Regions from separate parts of the Mus musculus genome. Here region 1 is linked to region 2. Evidence: chromatin contacts called from public Hi-C data. All regions are on one chromosome and are shown on one strand. Each heading gives the region's core, a stretch centred on a gene start, on an enhancer-like site or on the middle of the called end of the contact. The rest is flanking DNA. Distances are from core to core; before and after follow the strand shown. Region 1 has its middle 14 kb from the start of Smug1. Region 2 overlaps Gm36560 (a long non-coding RNA gene).

The links. Hi-C and Micro-C count contacts between places; a contact is called where the count stands out from the background.
Region 1: a contact with region 2 is called in a Hi-C map of muscle stem cells, with 8 times the contacts expected there. The contact joins two enhancer-like sites. A contact is called at or near these places in 2 of 39 promoter capture datasets (the 3T3-L1 cell line and embryonic stem cells), 7 of 15 datasets of contacts at CTCF or cohesin (the G1E-ER4 cell line, embryonic stem cells, hippocampal excitatory neurons and 3 more), 99 of 484 Hi-C or Micro-C datasets (the 3T3-L1 cell line, the AML12 cell line, the AtT-20 cell line and 57 more), 18 of 115 datasets of contacts at active chromatin or transcription factors (bone marrow-derived dendritic cells, craniofacial prominence, differentiating embryonic stem cells and 12 more) and 4 of 9 other capture datasets (adipose tissue, embryonic tail, liver and 1 more).

The regions. Positions count from the first base shown.
Region 1 is chr15:103,175,824-103,178,723 of GRCm38.p6, forward strand. No RefSeq gene overlaps it. Among named protein-coding and RNA genes, the nearest start is that of Smug1, 14 kb to the left of the region's middle. Within about 2 kb of position 1,413, at least 28 of the 459 cell types and tissues checked have an H3K27ac peak or open chromatin away from gene starts, as enhancers often do. A contact at or near this core is called in muscle stem cells, where this site is marked.
Region 2 is chr15:102,775,292-102,778,115 of GRCm38.p6, forward strand. The region is part of intron 4 of Gm36560 (a long non-coding RNA gene); the gene reads left to right. Among named protein-coding and RNA genes, the nearest start is that of Gm36560, 22 kb to the left of the region's middle. Within about 2 kb of position 1,365, at least 13 of the 459 cell types and tissues checked have an H3K27ac peak or open chromatin away from gene starts, as enhancers often do. A contact at or near this core is called in muscle stem cells, where this site is marked.

The DNA.
Region 1 (2,900 bases), core at 163-2,662, 400 kb after region 2:
AGGCTTGGCCCTATCCCTGTTCCTGCCCCTATCCCTTCTGCTTATTGATTGAAGCTTCCATTCCCTCCGCTGCAACGTATTCACAGGAATTGGCTAGAGATTCAGGGCAATAGCGAATGAGAAGTGATTGACATTTGATGAGCATTCTAGAGTCTACCTGGGTAGGTTGTCAAGTGGCTGGCACCATTGTGTGGTTGGAACTTGGTACTCAGCTAGGGCAGCTAGGGTTGCTGGCTGGCTGTGTGATTTCAGGGCAGACCCTTGACCCTCCTGAGCCTCGATGTCTTGTGTGTGGAGGGCAAGTGGTCAAAATGCCCTCCCTGTGGGGCTCTTGAGGGATCGAATAATTAAATGGTGTGATATGTGTGGCAATCATCTTGGTACAAGTGTCAGCTATAATAATGAAAGGAATAATAGTGGCTCTTAGCTTGAAGACAGAGCTCAGCACAGTGCTTGAATAGTACACGTACGAATTCCTGGGTTCTACCCTAAATTCTATCACAGGCATAATGGTACACGTGAGGCATAATGGTACACGTGGGTCCACTTGGGATGTGGAAGCAAGAGACATGGAAGCAGAGGACCAGAAATTCAAGGTCATCTTCAGATACATGGTGGATTTTGTCCAATCTGGATGATGATGATGATGATGAAGAGAGAATGAGAGAGAGAGAGAGAGAGAGAGAGATTTGTCTTTCTTTCTTTTCCAAAACAGTGTGTCTCACTATGTAATCCTGGAACTCACTATGTAGACCAGGCTGGCCCTGAACTCACAAGAATCCACCTATCTCTGTCCCCTTGCTGCTGAGATTAAAGGTGTGAAACACGACACCTAGCAAGGTTTACATTTTTATTACCAGAGGTCCTGCCCTGCTCCCAACACTGGAGTCAAGGGAAGAAAGTGCTTAGCCTTCATGTAGTCGGTTCACCTGAACCATAAGAGAGAGGTCAAGGCAGAGGCAGGAGAGTTACCAGTGAGAGGACAGCAGGACCTTCAGCAGGCACCCTGGGGTAGATTCTCAGGCTGCTTCATACCGACAGATGCACCGACCTCACTAGTAACGGCAGCAGGGATGTATACACAAACTGCTGCAAGCCTGGATTAGCCGTTTGACCTCCCCCAGCTTCAGCTATCTCATCTCAAGATTAAGGCACTGGACCATCAGACAATCTGAGTCCCCTCTGACCATAATAAAATGATGACTTGGCGTTTGGGTGCATTCTAAGACACGTGACCTCTGTGCATTTCACCTGGAAACTACCTCACTCTCGTACACAGAGGTTCAGAGGTAAGGGCATTGACCTTGCGGTTCGCACGCCTTGGTCTCCCTTTGCTTTCCTCAGCTCTAACCACCCAATGCGGAGCCGAGCTGGCACACCACTTCTGGGTGCTACAGGCCGGGCATCTGCTTCCCCCTGCTGGTCAAGTGTGGCGTGGCAGCCTCTCCTGCAGGAGCTAGGTTTGAGAGCCCGGCCTGTTGGCAGGTAGGCTGTCCAGCTTCACCTGGTCCTTAGGCTCGTCCCATCCAATTGCTCCCCTCCCCCGCCCCGCCCTCCGGGATCCCAGGAAAGGCTGTGATAAGAATGAGACGGATTCTCCACTGGCCCTGATCCCTCTACAGAAAAGGAATTTCGAACGCAGTGGTATTTAGAAATGAATAAACAATTGAGCGAGGCCATGTCCTGCGTGCTTTAAGATCTGATAAATGTGGTTGCAGTAGTTCTCATTTCACAAGGAAGGGGACCAAAGCAAAGCCACACAGCCAGCAAGCTCAAACAGGGACCTTATGCCTGGGAACAAGCAAAGAGGCTGGGAGACAGACACGTGATGAACATCTACAGACAGTACTGGGCTGCAGGACCACGGGCTGGGGGAGGAAAGGGAGGCGGGTTCCCCTTTGACCCCAGGGCCCCAAAGATGCTATCAGCCAGACCCTGCGGAAAATCCTTCCCGGATCCCTGTGCATTCCAGCCTCAGTCCGCTAGTTTTACAGCTTCCCGCAGCCAGGACGCTGTTTATGGCTGCCCCATTCTCCAGCCGTTGTCTCCAGGCCCCAAAGGCATCTGGCCTGGACAGGAGGCTGGGGGTTGGGGGGGATTGCTCCCCGCCCAGCCCTCCTTTGAACCCTGCTGGGCGCCGGAAGGAAGGGGCTGGGCTTGGGGCCTGCAGGCTGCACACTGAGCTGGAGGGGCAAGACCCCCCAGGCAGGGCCACCTAGCACCACCTATGTGCCCCTGTTTGCTCCCGCTGTGTGACCTTGGGCTCGTGATTTAACCTTCCTCAGTTTTAGTTCGTTCTTTAGAGAATGGAAATCATAGCTCCTCACGGTTCTTTTGGGAATGTGACATGTCAGGTACAAACTTCCTGCTTCAAATTATAGTTGATATGATTAGCTTTATAGAGCCTGTAAATAAAGCAGAGAACAGGAGATTCCCTCCATGTCCAGCAGGCCTACAAACTCTGCCCCAAAGCTAGTTAGTTCCCTGAGGTGGACCTCCAGCGCCCCTCTGAATCCTTCGCCCGCCCTCGCGTGCGTGTTGCCCTCTGCTGGCAGTGTGAAGAACTTCACTCTCAGCCACGGAATGTCCGGGAACCAGGGCTAGAAGGGGGCTCCTCTCCATGTTCCCAAGGTCCTCTAGAATCTGCAAAGGAGTCATAGACATTCAGGCTAACGAGGTTTGAAAATCTTGGACACGTAGGGCGGAGCCCTTGTAGAAGTGTTGCAGAGTCACGAAGTAGTTTGTTAGCTCAGCAGAGGGAGCAATAGAAAAAACCGACATGGGCTTTTCCTGATATGCCCACAGCCTGACAAACAACCGGGAGAGGGACAACAGAGCTACAGGAAGGACTGTAACACCATTGGAGACCTGGGGACAGGGCTGCCAGAGATGTGAAGCAA
Region 2 (2,824 bases), core at 115-2,614:
ATTGGGAAGGACTTGGTGAGGTAAAAATAGACTTTGTGGCTAGGTGTGGTGGAACACATCTCTAATCCCGGCATTTGAGAGGCAGCAGCAGGCAGATCTCTGAGTATAAGGTTAGCCTGGCCTACGTAGTAAGCTTCAGGCCAGCTAGGGCTACATGGCAAGGCCACACTTCAAAAACCCTTTAAAAAGACTCCTTGCTTTAATGTTTCCTTCTTTATTACATTTTATTTTACTTTATTTTCATGCATATGTATTTATATGCGGCCACCCACAGAAGCTACAAGAGGACATTGGATTTCCTGGAGATGGAGTTACAGGCAGTTGTGAATCACCCTATGTGTGGGTGCTGGGAATCAAACTCTGGTTCTCTGAAAGAACAGCAACTGCTCTTAACCATCTCTCTGGCCCCTAGTCTTTTATTTTAGTATTTTCCCTCCTGCCTTTCCGTTCTCTTCCTGTTCTTCCTCCTCTTTTTATTTGAGACATGGCCTCATTATACATCTGAGGTTGACTTCAAACTTGGTATGTAGCCCAGGTTCCAGCCTTGAACTTGTGATCCTGTGGCCTCAGCCACTCAAGTGCTGGGACATTGGGTGAGTGCCACCATGCTTGACGATGCTCTTTATCTTCTTTGGTTGTGAAATAATAATAATAATAATGATAATAATAAAAATAGGATTATTGAATAGCCAGTAAAGGAGTCTAGAAGGCCTGTTCCAATAACCCCATTGGGTTCCTTTGGATAATATATAGAGAAGTCCTACTTCCCTCATTCCTCCCCTCCCCTCCCCCCTCCCCTCCCTCCCTCCTCCCCTCCCCTCCCTCCCTCCTTCTCCTGGTTTTTGTTTTCTTCCTAGAGAAAATGCTCAGAGCTTTGCACAGGCTAAGCACACACTACAAATTGAGCTACAGCTCCAGTCTCCAAAATATTTCAATTTTGACTTGATCTTTCTATTTTCAAAAACCCATGTTTCACGAAATCCTCTCACATCCAAAGCCTGAGTGAGAAAGAGGAATATGTGACATTTTTTTTTTCTTCTCTGTTCTCTGCTACTCATTTCCGGGACATTGCTGTGAGTTGCTCATCCAAACTGTGCTCCCTGTGAGGAGGGGACCATTTGAATAGCAGCGGGGGAGTCAGAGAAGGAGGAACCACACGCCGAGATCGTTCATTAAGAAAATATATTTGGCATATTCAGACAATGGTTTGAGCGAGTTAAAAATAACTCCTCGTGAAAAATTAATAGGGAGTTATAAGTGAGTGTTTTAATACAAGCTCAGAGAGCAAGCAGGGCAGATTCTGCAGGCGGTTGGTGAGTGACATCACAGGTGGTGTAGGGTGTGTACAGAGCGCCATGGGGCCAGCAGGAGAGTTGGCCACAGAGATGAGCTCACCTCTCTCCCTCAGAGCCACAGGCAGAGAGAAGAGCAAGGAACTGGTTTTTTTGTTGTGAGTTTCTGAGCCAGATGACATTTCTTTCTTTCTTTCCCATCATCCTCTCCTAATAGTGGGCATAAAAACCACAGTGAATTTTGCTTGGTTCTGTGCGGTGAGGTTTATTGAATGTCAGGATTCATAAAAGTCTTTTCTGGCTCCCCTTTGTTCTGAGTAATAGTCCTTAGCTGGCTGGCTGTTGCATCTGCTTCTCCAGTGTCTCCTGACCCATGGGCTGGCTCTCTTGTCTTGCAGGTTGTTAGAATGTCTCTGCCCATCTTCCTCTTCCTCCCTCTTCACAGGACCCCTGTGGTCCTCCTCTGTGAGTCCAGTGGAAGGTTGCATTGACCACTCTTTGCCATCAGTACAGCTGAATAGGTAAGGAGAGCAGAGAACGAGAAGAAAGGGAGTCAGCTGCATTTGGAAGCAAAGGGTCCCAAGACTTGGAGTGGGGGGAACCAATATTTGTACTTTAAAATCCAGATGATATTTAAAAAATGGTTCTGTAATTGCAATGAGGCCCTCTAGGCCGTGAATTAATGTGTCATAACTCACGCCCAAGCACTGCGCAAACATCCCGCGTGTGAATTATTGCACAATAAATTCATGCCCTGTTGTGTCTTACAGCTTAATTAGTACATGAAGCTACATGAGTTAGACAAACCCAAATGGGATTATGTCATGTGGTGCGTAGAAAAGCAGAATGTTGGGAGGTATTTGAGCTTTTTCTGGGGGTAAGCATGGTTGGTGACGTCTTTGGGCATCAGTGAATGTGATGTTTGGGCTGCAACAGGTGACATTCTTTAACATGTGACTCTGAGCTCTGGTTGGCTGGTTGAATAATGACTGCATACTAAGCATTATTGAGGAAAAGCACACAAACCATGAAAGGTGGCCCCTGCCTTTGAAGAACTTGCATTCTACGTCAGAACACAATGCAAAGTAGACAGAGAAAAGTGCAAAGCATCTTGGGAAATCAGAGTAGCAGGGAGTGGTCATTTCTGGGTGCAGTGGTGCGAGTGGGTTGGTGGACTCAGGGGAGACTGTAGGGATGACATTTGAGTTGTTTGTCTTAGAGGATTGATAAGCCATAAATAGGGTGCTGGAGCTGGCCAGTGAACTCTAGGCGGAACAAATAATAATGGGAATAGCCCAAGAAAATTAACAGCGTTTGGAGCACACTGAGCAGACTGTGGCTTCAGCCTTCGGTAAGGGGTGGTAGGGATGGTGACTTGGAGCCAGAGCTTTCTTATGAACATAAAGCATTTGGCTTTAAACCCTCTACCATCCTATGGTTCTTGTAGTTGGTTCTTTTACTACTGTGACTGTATCATGAACTTGAAGATGGTTCTACTGTTTTCTTTGGTCTATCTCCTTAGAAGATGCATA